4 separate regions of the Mus musculus genome follow, and regions 1, 3 and 4 are each linked to region 2. A link is a contact called in public promoter capture Hi-C data. All regions are on one chromosome and are shown on one strand. The core of a region is the stretch at or near the end of the contact, and the rest is flanking DNA. Distances in the headings are between cores, read along the strand shown. Region 1 holds the start of Zfp526 (zinc finger protein 526). Region 2 holds the start of Coq8b (coenzyme Q8B). Region 3 holds the start of Irgq (immunity-related GTPase family, Q). Region 4 holds the start of Cadm4 (cell adhesion molecule 4).

Region 1 (2,914 bases), core at 128-2,627, 2.0 Mb after region 2:
TCATGCCAGGAGCATGGAGACTTTAGCTGGTAGCCCTGGCATACAGGCTGCTCATGTACTGCTCCCAGAGGGCAGGGATCTTAGCCTCTTCACCACCGAGGTGTTTCCAGTGCCAAGAAAGGTGCCCAGCACACAGTAAATACACAGACTCATTCAGTGACGAGTTAAGGCTCCCTATAGACGATGTCCTGGGACCTTAACCATCTCTGTGCACACTACATGTCTACCCATTTTATGCATTTCCATGATACATAGCCCAGTACAAGGCCCTGTTATTAGTTGATGACCAATAAACCATTTGCAGATAAATGACTTGCTAAATGCTCAGGAACCAAACTTTCCTTATCTACCAATTCCAAATACCCCATTAAGTGCGCTCTGTTTTGAAGCATCTCATCTTGTAACCCTGGCCTATCTGGAACTCACTATGTAGGGCAGACTGGCCTCAAACTCACAGAAATCTACCAGCTTCTCCCTCCCCAGTGCTGACATTGAAAGCGGGTGCCACTACACCTGCCTGGCTCCTCATTAAGTCCGAACCAGTCCATAAAGGATTTTCTTAGAAACAATCAAATGGGCTGGGGGTGGGGGAGGTTAGCATTCTGCCTTAGTTACAGCCTCACTGCCAAGACAGAACTCCCCTGGCTTGGATCAGAGCATGCTACATGGCTTGTAGCAGGTAAGGAGCGGATGCCCAAACTTTACAAAGTATGGATGAGCTCATACACAGAAAAACATGGTGCACAGGACCCAATCCTATGTGCTCTCTGAATTTCATCCAACTCAATCCTTCCAAAACTCACTTAACTTGCACACAATCCTAATAACACTGTCCTTCTAGAAAGTAGCACAGGTATCCCGAAATGGACACTTTTCCGCCTGCATTCTTTTCCCTCCCAGTCCTACACCGTGTCAGGGGGTAGGTGGAATTCAGCTAATACCTCTGTATACGGAAAGGAGATCTAAGCACCTACACCAGGGGCCTGAAAGTTCAACTTTCCCGCTACACTGCTTTTTTCCCTCCTACCAGATTCCTCTTCTCTGCAGCGTGAGAGCCCCCTGCAGGGGTGGGGTGTGCAAGCGAGCTCAAGCTGAGGCCAGCACAAGCAGGGGATCCAACGACGCCTCTAGGGCACACAGGAAGGAGCTGTCGATCATCCCGCGCTGCTCCAGCCCCAAGCGCAGGCCCCAAGGCTCTCCGACCCTGAGCGTACCCTTCCCTCTTCCTCCACTCTCTCCTTACACCCAGCGCTCTCTTCCCCGCCCGCCCTGCGGCGCCCTCACCCATCTCTCTTACCTCCAAGCAGCCCCTGCCGCTCTTGACACAGACCCTCCACTCCAGTAGTGTAGGACCCTTCACTATCCACGCCTCCCATTGGGCGGTGCTCTCAGGAGAGGCAGCCAATCAGAGCTGGTAGCGCAGGGCACGCGCCCTCGCGCCTGCGTGTTGGGAGTCAGGCGGGGCTCCGCGAGTTTCTCCACGCAGACACCAGTGCCCTGGAGGCGGTGTCCGGGACCAGGAGAGGCGCCTGCGCAGTTCTCCGGGGCCGCTCCTTTCCTGCTGTTTGAAAATTCAGCGGAGAAAAGTGTGCATCCTTATAGAGCGAGGTCGCACAAATGAACGTGGCGGTGCGAGACTTTGACAGGTGTTATCTCGTAGCAGAAGAGACTGAGCGTTTCTGACAGCGTAACTAAAAAGCCAGACACACTTGTACTTTTCCTGCGCCGCCTCAGTTTTTGCTTACGTGCAAAGTGGACTGGAATCGCATCTCCTGAAAGGTTGTTGAAGGCATTGAATTTTGTCATACACATAAAAATGTTCGGCTCGGGGCCTGATACACCGTAGTACTCACTATAGCCCACCCATCATAGAAGCTTTACCGTTTATAAATAGCTTTCCCCTTCCTCCCATTCTTTGTCTGATTCAATGATATTCACACAGAGAGCCCATACCGTGGACTCCACTGCCATCCGTTTCACAGGTGGAAAAGCTAAGGCCCAGAAAAGGGAAACAAACAGCCAGCATTGAGCCAGAGCCTCCCGCCCCTTAGGGAGACAATTCCGGGGGTGGAAACCAGTCCTAGAAGAGACCTGTCTTAGGCACGTGCTGGCCCTGACCTTGAGTCACCTAAGTGGGGGAGGAGGAGCGACCGTCACGCTCAAGGCCTCGTGTAGGGGACATGAAGACACCCTAGCCTCCACTTCTGTGACAGGATTGCTCTCATAGGTGCAGGTTAGGAGGGGCATCTGGGTGGCTCCAAGACTCAAGAGGGCTCAGAAGCGATTGTACAAAGGCTGTTCTAACCGTGGGTGTGGTGTCTATGATAGGAGGTGCTGATGGACGTCTTCGGAATGTGCTGCACACAGGGGGTGGCAAGGTCTATTGAGATTTGGGAAGAGGTATCATTCTGCTGCTTGCGACTGGAGAATTTATAAATTGGGGCTGGGGAGCTGTATGAGCAAGAATTTCCATGTAGGATCTGAGACAGCAGAGTTGAGTTGTAGGTTTCTGGTTGCCACCAGAATGGGGCATACTGTATTACAAGTCCTGATTATGAGCCTTGAGCGCTCCAGGGAGTCGGGACCCTCGTGACTGGTTTACTTTGCGCTGACAGCTGTTGGCACTGGTCATGTGGGTGTCTAGGACGTGATCAGGAGGAAGAGGTAGTCTGTGGGATGAGTAATTCCACCAGGTCGTGTCATAGGATTCAGGGGACACACACCGAGCCTGAAACCACCATCAAGAGCAAGACACAGCGAGGTTTTGCTCTTGCGCAAGCGCAGCAAGGGAGAGTCCGGACGCTTGGGTTAGGGGCGGATCTGGAGTCCTGGAAGGGGTGGAGCTTGAGGTCTGATTCTGCGCTTGCGCTGTAGGGGCGTGGCGGTCGCACCTGCGCGAGTTGGGCGAAAGAGG
Region 2 (3,039 bases), core at 419-2,918:
GCTATTTTCTTTCTTTCCTCTCTCTCTTTTTCCTTCTTCCCTAGACAAGGTCTGTGATGCCAGGCTGGTCTTGAATTTGTGAGTGCAAGCAGTCCTACAGTAGTAACCGAGCAGGCAGCTGAGCCTCCAGCCATGCACTCCCAGGCTTGGCTTTTCAATCTCTCGGTGTTAGCTTCTCAAGAACAGGGATTACAATGGCCCTTTCCCTCTTTCTCTCTCCCTTCTTTACCTTTCTCTCCTTTAAACAGGGTCTCATGTAGTACAGGCGGCCTCAAACTCTCTATGTTGCCAGGAATGACCTTGAACCCTTGATCATCCTGTTCCCTCCTACCTACATCCCAACTGCTGAAATTCCAGGTGGGTGTCCTGGCCACCTCCTTTCCTTTTTGGAGGGTTGGTTGCAACACATTACTTTTTGTTTCATACATGTCTGAACAATCTTGCTGCGGAACCTAAAGTCCTGCCACCTCACCTCTCAGCCCCCACTCCTCCATCAATAGAAGAAATAAACACAGGCCTAGCCTACAAGACCTTGCTCACATCAGGTTCTCAATAAACAGTAAGGTCTACGTTCTGTTTTTCCTTGTCTCTCTCTCCCTCCTAACCCTGTCTTTGATTCACCCTTTCCCTTGCTTCACCTGTAAATGTTCTCTCTGATCGAGGTCACACCTACCCCCAAAGCTGGCCAAGCGACTGATGCGGGAGGCAGGCACCTTGCGTTCACGAGAGCGATCACTCAGCTGAGAAAGAGGAGAGGTGTGAGGTAGGGAAGGTGGACAAGATGGCAGAAAAGCCCTGCAGACTTGCTGCCACTTTCCTCAGACTATCATGGGGGAGGGGGAAGAGGAAGCAATGATACCTGGGGCCGGGGTGCCTTCCTGAGCCGGGCCTCCCGTGCCCTGCGAATGTCATCTTCACTGAGGCCTCTTCCAGGCTGGTCTTGATGAACACTTTGGGCCAAGCAACTCCTACATGGCCCCTGCAGAGAAGTGGATTTTAAAAGAATGAAGGTCTAATCCTTTTTAGACCCATCTACATCATTTTACCTACTCCCCACCCCCCTTCCCTCAACCTCTTTTCCTTGGAGGCCCCCTCCTCAGCCTCTTACCCACCAGTGGGGCCTAGGTCCTAGGGCCCCCCCACAGGGCAGACGAACAGCCCTGCCCAGCGGTCCACAGGTCCTGCGCAGCATGGCACCTAGCTCCAGCCACATTGCCTAAGAAATAATAAGGATTACAGTACTGGGCCTCCTGCTTTGCGCTCTTGTTGGAAAAGCCCCCCTAACCCCCATATCTTTTCCCCTTTTATTTCCAGGTTTCTTCTAGTTACCCCCCCCCCCCCAGCCCGCCCACGTTGCTAAGAACTCAAGTTTTCCATAAGCGCCTCCCCAATCCCCACAAAACTCCTCGCTGTTGCTAAGGTTCTCTCCCGTTGCTAGACGTCCACAGAGCCGCCAGGACAACTCTCTACTTCTCAGCGCCCCTTTCGTTGCTAGGCATCGCCTTACCCTGGGCTGTTAAGCATTCACAATTCCTGTGCTGCCCCCTGCCTAGACACCCCGTTACGACCCCGTTACGGGGCACCTCCCCCGTTGCTAAGCACCCAGTCCACCAGGTTTAGGCTCCAGGTCTAGCACCCGCTGGGCCTCTTAAGCTTCCGGGAACGTCCGCACACCCGCCCCCTTTGATCAGCTAGCCAATGGTAGCACAGCAGCTCGCCGACGTTTGCAAAAACTCACCCCGCTGAGGAGGCGTGGCAAGGGGTGGAACCTAGGCTAAGGCTCTGTGGGTCTTCTGTGTTAGTCGGTGCGCACGTGAGCTCATTGTACTGACCAATGGTCCTTCTTGACAGAATTCTTCTACCCTCCTTTGTCCCTCTCTGTCCCTCTTTGTCTCTGTCTCTCTGTCTCTCTCTCTGTCTCTCTCTTCTTGCGTCCACTTCCCACCTGCTGAAATTGCAGGTCTGAACCATTATATCCACTTACATTTCCGCCTGCCAAGCTCAAAATCTATCCTATGTATTTGGACATCCTCCCCCAACCCCTGCCACCACGGATGCACGAATCCAGGGCCTTGTGCATTCCAGGGACGATTCTTGACCACTGAGCCACAACCCTAGAAATCTTTTTTTTTTTAAGATTTATTTATTTATTATATGTAAGTACAGTGTAGCTGTCTTCAGACACCCCAGAAAAGGGCATCAGATCCCATTACAGATGGTTGCGAGCCACCATGTGGATGCTGGGAATTGAACTCAGGACCTCTGGAAGAGCAGTCAGTGCTCTTACCCGCTGAGCCATCTCGCCAGCCCCAACCCCAGAAATCTTTAAACACATATTCTTCCAAGCAAACATTTCCCTTGCACATGGAGCCTCTCCACTTTGTACCAACACCCACGTCCTGGCACCCAGCCTCCTTCCTGGCACATATAAATCCACTGCCTTGCTTAGGAACTCTTCTCTGCCTTCACCATGACTCCCCTTGGCGGCATACTGTGCCGGTGTTCCCTCCTGCAGTCTACTCTCCACTCTGCCTACTTAGGAGATGGCCCTCAGTGGGAACCCTGCTTCCTTAAGGCCTGACATTTCCCAGAACACACTCAGTCAAGATTCCCAGCGCTGAGTCAGGAGCCTTGGCATGAGAGAAAATTGACTCACTCCTCTTGCTGTCTGGAATAGAAACAGCTGGTGGCTGGGACATCTTTCCCACAATTGAAGAGATGTGTTCCTCACGGCACCCTACTGTCGCTGTCTAGCCCCACCCCCTTTGTTGGGAAAGTCTGTCCCTTTACTGTGTGACCTCAGAAGAGCCCTCCTCCTTCTCTGGACCTCATGTTCTCTAACTTGTATGATGTCTGAGGTGGGTTCCCGTATCTGACTTCTTATTAGCCTATGAAGAGATGACTCATCCTGAAACCTTGGGCCTGTGCCCAATGTCCCTCCAATGGGTGACTCAATTTCAAGATTGAAAGCACCTCCAGTCCTCTTCCAAAGGTGAGGGTCTGACTCAGGAGCTGCAGGCTGCTTGCCATAAGGGACAG
Region 3 (2,740 bases), core at 221-2,720, 2.7 Mb after region 2:
ATGGCAGAGTCTCCATGATCTCAAACTCTGTGCTCATGGGTGTGGTGGGTGCTGTCCTACGCAAATAAGTAGGGTATGGACGAATGGGCAGCCAAGAAAAGCTTGCGTCTAACACTCTAGGAACAGGGCTCGAGAACTTTAAAGACCTCCGTAGCTGAGTTGGATCTAAGGCCACCCCATCCAGCCCGAACTGTCCCCTCACCTCTGCAGCGCCTCCGCCTGGGTCCGCAGCACCACCTGCAGGCGCTCTAGCTCCTCGCAGCGGTCACTGCTGCTGCAATCCGCCGGCGGCACAAAGAGAGGCGCAGCTCCTAACCCAGCACTGTTCAACAAGGCTGCAGTCTCATCCCGGGCTTTAGCTGCATTCTGGGAATCTCCAGGGCGCAGATTCCGGACAGCCAGCAGCGGGGTTCCTCTAGCCAGGGCGGCTCGCGCTGCCTCTCCCAGAGCTGGGGTCAAGGGCTCCTCGCTCCCCTCAGATCCTGGTAGCACCAATACCAGCAAGTTGGCCTCCGCCGCCCAGGGCCCGGGAGCTGCGGGTGGGCAACTCAGCTCACCCAGGAAGAGGCCCGGAGCCGCAGCTCTCAGGCTGGGGACTCCAGAGTCCTGCCGTCCATCGGGAATCTCTACCGTGTCCACATTCTTACCGCATAACGCGGCGATCAGGGCGGACTTTCCCGAGCCGGGAGGCCCCAGGAATAAGGCAGTCACGTCACCCTGAGGCAGAGGCATTGCTGGAAAGCAAGAGGCGGGGAAAGAAATTGGTCAGGGAGCACGTAAGACTTTTTGTTTGCTTCTTTTCTAAGACAGCGTCTCGCTGTGTAGCCCTGGCTGGCCTGAACTCATTACGTAGACCAGGCTGGCCTGACATTCAAGAGATCGATCCTCTCCCCTCTGTCTCCCAGAGTGCTGAGATTAAAGGCGTCGCACTCCCCCACACCAATCAACACCCTCTCCTAACTGATTCACTGTAGATCCAGGCTTCAGTCCTCCAGCCTGTCCTCTACTTCCATTCTCCAGTGTCACGCTGCAGGACCTAGAAACTCAACCCCCAGGGCCTATTCCTGGGAGAGCCAGGTATATGCCCATTCTCCACACGAATGCATTTCTCTATTTAAAAAAGAAGAAACAGAAGAAGGAAAACAAAAACCCTCAAAAACCTGACTGCCAAACTCGAGAATGGTCTTTCCCCTCCCCATTCCAAATCACCAACCGATCAGAGAGGTGACACGCCTGGAGAGCACAGAGGCCCAGCCCCTTAAGACGAGCTGACGGAGGCTGAAGGGGCAGGAGTGTCCGGATTTAGAAACATCCGGACTCCTTCAGGTGGCTCTATACTGACGTCATTCCTTCCAAGACCGGTGTGTCTTGGAGTGCCACTGCGGAGAGGAAGAATTTTTGGCAGCTCCTTCTTTCTAGCTAAGGCTGTTTGGGCAAAGGCACAATAAAACCCATGCGCGTGCGCAGAAAGTTTTGGGGCGGTGCCCCACCAAGACCAGCAACCAATACGCCTGCGCAGTACGTGCAGGGTTTGTACGGCAAAGGGGGACAGGAAGCGATGAGCCCACGCAGTAAGCTTAGCGTTGTACGGAGCACACAACCAACGTCATCATCACGCACCCCTGTACAGAAAAGGACCTCTCCACTTGCCCTTGCGAAGACTTGCCTGCCGTGACTATATTAGTGCCGGACTGCAACCTTGAACCTGACTCGGGGACAATGGTGGTGCAACAGATCACTGGAGTCTGGAGACTAGGAAAAACTATCCCGCTCTCGTCCGGTGGCAGAGCTGTGGCGACCAACTGTCAGGCGCAGCTAAGGGACAGTCTTCGGGGAGGAAAGCAAGAGGCGTCCGTGACCATCAAGAACTAAGAGCAGAAGGCAGTGCATGGGAGCAGCGTGATCCAGAAATGAACTAGTGAACGCGGGCGGCGGTGACTACGGTGAAACAGTAATCAATGTCAGAGAAGGATGTCTCCTGGGAGAAGGCGGGCTCAAGTGTGAGCACCACTGCTTGTGCGGGGGTTATGGTTGACACGTGAGAAACTAGGATGGGGCTGGTAAGAAAGACCAAGAGTTCCACCTTCGAGGGAATTCGGTTTCGTGAAGATGAGGACACAGGGGCTTGAAGACCGAGGTGTCACAAACCCGAGGAGTCTCCCATGTGAGACTGCTGAAGCTTTTCTAGTGAGAGTGTCATTAGAGTTCAGTGAGTGTCAAAAAATAGAGCGAGGCCCACTAAGGTTGGTGGCAGCCACGCCCCCCCCCTCTCTCTTTCATATCAGAACATCGCCCTGAAGACACTGTAGAGGGCAAGCGTCTCCCAAGGAATGGAGTCCAGACAGCCCAGGAGACGACCTCTTTGAGTACTGCCAGAAAGAGGGGTTGGGTGCAGGAGTGACAGACACTAAAGGGACCTCCATATCTCGACGCCCCGCCCTGCTACAGGTGGCCGCAGTGACTACCTGCCAGGAATGACCTCCTCTCATGATCAAAATTATTTCCCTTGATTTGGGCACACAAACAGAAGCAGGACGACATTTAGAGGAATAAAGGGCTGCCAGGCGAAGATTGGGTTGTGGGGTGTGACTGGCAATATCATTACCTGGAATGAGTCCCCAGGGTTCTTGTCCCACTTTCCCCCTAGACTTTCAATATGACTATGCTTCAGTTTCCCGTAGCAAACGTGTGCAACACGGGCTATGGTGGTAGCACACCTTTAATCCCCGAATTTAGGAGG
Region 4 (3,148 bases), core at 316-2,815, 2.8 Mb after region 2:
TTTGCCCCCAGCCTTGTCCTCAGCGGCAACCCTTGCTTGGGGTGGCAGGTGTGGCAGCACTCAACTTAGAAGCTCCCTCACATTGTCAGACATGGATCCGGTTCAACACTCTCACTGGATAGAACTGGAGCCAGGAAAGAGGGCTGGGCCACCTGGTCCCAATTCTCAACTCCCTATAGGAGACCTCAGCCCTGCCTTTGCTCACCAGCAGCCTCCCCATGATGGATTCCTGGGCAAAGTAACTTGACCCACCGCAGGGGAGTGTCCCATGGTGGATATAAGAAACACAGGGTTCTAAGTGTGAGCATTCAGGTGACATTTCCTGACCTTGTCCCCAGCCTCAGGGTCACCGTGTCTTGGGTGGGGGCTGGGGGGTCCTCCAGATTCCCATAGTGAGTGAGAAAGACATGTGGATGTCCTGGAGGGGGCTCTTCTGTGAAGTGTGGCTTGGATGTGTGAACGGGTGGGAGGGTTTGGGGGAGACATTTGTGGAATCCACGTGTGTGCTCACATGCCAATGTTCCCTATATGCCACTTCACACATCTATACTGTCACTGCCCTGCCTGACACCACTCTTCTCCAGGAGCGAGGAGGGATACAGAGATGGGAAAAGGAGGATGGAGGATGCATGGAGAGAGGAAGCAGATTTGGGGGAGAGGGAGACAGTGGGGTAGAGAGGAGAAAGGAGGCAGCTAGGCAACAGAGGCTGCTAGAGAAATGGGAGAATGATAGGGGACAGAGAAGGGAAGAGATACAGGATGTCAAGGAGACGGGGAGAGAGATGGTGAATGGGGACATAGAGGGACGACAGCAGCACAGGAGGCGGCAGAGTGAATAGAGGATGGGGGGCAGGCAGAGTGACCCAGGAAAAAGGGACAGAGGTGGGGGACAAAGGCGGCGTGGAGAAACGGGAAGGGGGAAACAAGGAGAAAGGAGGACAGAGGGAAGGAAGGACAGGACTTGAAGACTGAGGGACAGAGGACAAGGGCTGGGGGAAAATGAGAGAGAGAGAGAGAGAGAGAGAGAGAGAGAGAGATCTAAAGACTAGGACCGAAGGACAGTGGGACCGGCCTGGAGAAGGAGGGCTTGGGGACATAGGGGGAGGGAGGGTCTCGGGCCCTTTGTCCCCGCGGGATCGGGGCCTGTGCGGGGTGGGGGGGCTGCGGCACGGCGGCCGGGGCCCGCGTCCCCCCTCCCCTGCCCGCGGCTCTGGGCTCCTGGCCCGCGCTGCGCTTTGTCCCGGGGACGAGGGTCTCCCGCAGCCCCCCCCCCCCACGCAGCGCATTGTTCCGGCCTCTGCAGGCCCCCAGGCGACCCAGCTGTCACAGCGACGAGACCCCCTCCCCAACCCGACCGCAATACGCACACCTCCCTCGTCACCCCGATCCAGCCCACCGACCCGGCCCCCACCTCCGTCACCCTACCTGGCCCCGCCGCGGCCGCCCACAGCAGCAGCAGCGGCCACTGGAAGCGCCGGGCCCGGCCCATGGTGCCGCCGCCGCCGCCGCCACCGCCGCCGCCACCGCCGCCGCCGCTCGCTCCCGGCCCGGCACCTGCACCTCCCGCGCCGTCGACCCCGCCCCCGAGTCCAGTCCCGCCCTCTGCTCCGCCCACTGCGCGCCTTGGTGGGCGTGGCGTCAGCTAAGGGGCGGGGACCGGACGGGGACAGAGGGGCCCAGACAATGCGGGGAGAGGGAGGACGGGAGCGCGGAAGGGCGCGCACGGGGGTGGGAGAGCAGGACAGCATGCGGACCCGGGCGCGAGGGCAGGGCGTGAGCGTGACGGCGTCGTGGGAGCCAGTGGGGGAGGACTTGGGAGAGCGGAAGGTCGTGAGGGTCGTGTGAAGGTGCAAAGGTGTGCGTGCGTGTGCGCGCAGGCGTAGCCTGGACTAGCGGAGCTCCCTAGAGGACGCTGCACGGGAGACACGGGGAAGATGCGCAGGAGATGCACCGGAGTGTGCGCGGAAGATGCACGAGAGATGCGTGGGAGAGGCGCGGGAGATGCACGGGGGAATGTATAGAAGACACACGGGAGATGCGGGGAAGATGCACGGGGGTTGTGCAGAAGCTGCTTGGGAAACCCATAGGGGGTGCGTGGGAGATGCTTGGGAGATGCGCGAGAGGGCGATGCTCGGAAGCGCGCGAAGGTGCGGGGTGCTGGCGTGTGCTGTGAGTGTGAGCTTTGGGGGAGAGGAGTGTGATGATGCCACAGTGAATGTGGGCAGGGAAAGACTGAGAGGCTGGGCAGCAGCGGGTGGCTGAGCAGGTATGGACTTCTTTGGGCAGGGCATAGAATAGTGTCCGCTCCCTCCCTCTAGTCCTGACCATGACTCGCCAAGTTTCAGTCTTCTTTCCCTGGGAGGGGCCTCCAGAAAGCTAACCAGACTGGAAGGAAGTCTTAACCCTAGGCCCTGGGGAGAGCGAAGCCCCTGCCTGGGGCAATCTTCCAGGTATGGCATCCAGACGCTGTACTCTTTCCCACACTGTCCAGTCAAGTCTGTCTGTGTGACTCTGCCTTTCAGGTTCTGTTCCTCATCCTGGGGGGCTGACTCATCCCTCCAAACTTTGCTCTCTTTTTTCTTCTTGGGTGTGGGTTCCCCTGAACCCACCCCTGTGGCCACCTGAAGGCCTGGAGCAGGCTTATGACTCATAGGACCAAGAAGAGGAAGAAAGTGAGGTGCTGGTGGCCTCTGCCTCTCACAGGACTCAGGGACAGCAGGTAAACTGGGTCAACATATGCCCATTCTGAAAAGCTCGGCTTTTTATTTTCTCTCCATCACTTCTAAACTGTTGTATATCCAGGTCAACCAAGGGTCATCATCACATGACACACTTCCTGTCCAGTGCCTAGCTCCCAGCATCCTCTCTGTCTTTAGTCCCAAATTCATCAACTCTTATGTCAGGACCAAAACTCCTAGCATCTTGTTTCAAGGACCAAGGCTCCCAGCAGCCTCTCTGTTCTCTACCGTAGCTCCATATCCACCCACAGCTGTGAGCAGCTGCATTTCTTCCCAATTCTCGGCTCACCACGTAGATTAGGGGACGGAGTACAAAGCCGCTCATCTCTGTGATGCGAGCGAGGTGAGAGACTGTTTCGGGAATACTTGTTCAGGGTCTATTAACCGGTTTTTTGTTGCCAGTAACTTGG

Evidence for each region. Promoter capture Hi-C pulls out the DNA fragments that hold promoters and counts their contacts.
Region 1: a contact with region 2 is called in a promoter capture Hi-C map of pre-B cells, with 4 times the contacts expected there. The contact joins the promoter of Zfp526 here to the promoter of Coq8b in region 2. A contact is called at or near these places in 4 of 39 promoter capture datasets (cranial neural crest, liver, pre-B cells and 1 more).
Region 3: a promoter capture Hi-C map of pre-B cells shows a contact between it and region 2, with 6 times the contacts expected there. The contact joins the promoter of Irgq here to the promoter of Coq8b in region 2. A contact is called at or near these places in 3 of 39 promoter capture datasets (cranial neural crest, hippocampal neurons and pre-B cells) and 3 of 115 datasets of contacts at active chromatin or transcription factors (astrocytes, double positive thymocytes and stem cell-derived neural progenitor cells).
Region 4: a contact with region 2 is called in a promoter capture Hi-C map of pre-B cells, with 2.3 times the contacts expected there. The contact joins the promoter of Cadm4 here to the promoter of Coq8b in region 2. A contact is called at or near these places in 2 of 39 promoter capture datasets (cranial neural crest and pre-B cells) and 1 of 115 datasets of contacts at active chromatin or transcription factors (astrocytes).

Annotation. Positions count from the first base shown.
Region 1 is chr7:25,219,888-25,222,801 of GRCm38.p6, reverse strand. It overlaps Zfp526 (zinc finger protein 526), which reads right to left and starts at 1,377. Exons shown (of 3, transcript NM_175436.5): 1 at 1,298-1,377. It also overlaps a transcript of Dedd2 not described here.
Region 2 is chr7:27,231,642-27,234,680 of GRCm38.p6, reverse strand. Coq8b (coenzyme Q8B) reads right to left here and starts at 1,668. Exons shown (of 15, transcript NM_133770.2): 1 at 1,508-1,668; 2 at 1,109-1,216; 3 at 860-979; 4 at 674-740. The coding sequence starts at 1,213.
Region 3 is chr7:24,529,378-24,532,117 of GRCm38.p6, reverse strand. Irgq (immunity-related GTPase family, Q) reads right to left here and starts at 1,470. Exons shown (of 3, transcript NM_153134.3): 1 at 1,214-1,470; 2 at 203-734. The coding sequence starts at 732.
Region 4 is chr7:24,480,440-24,483,587 of GRCm38.p6, reverse strand. Cadm4 (cell adhesion molecule 4) reads right to left here and starts at 1,565. Exons shown (of 9, transcript NM_153112.3): 1 at 1,426-1,565. The coding sequence starts at 1,489.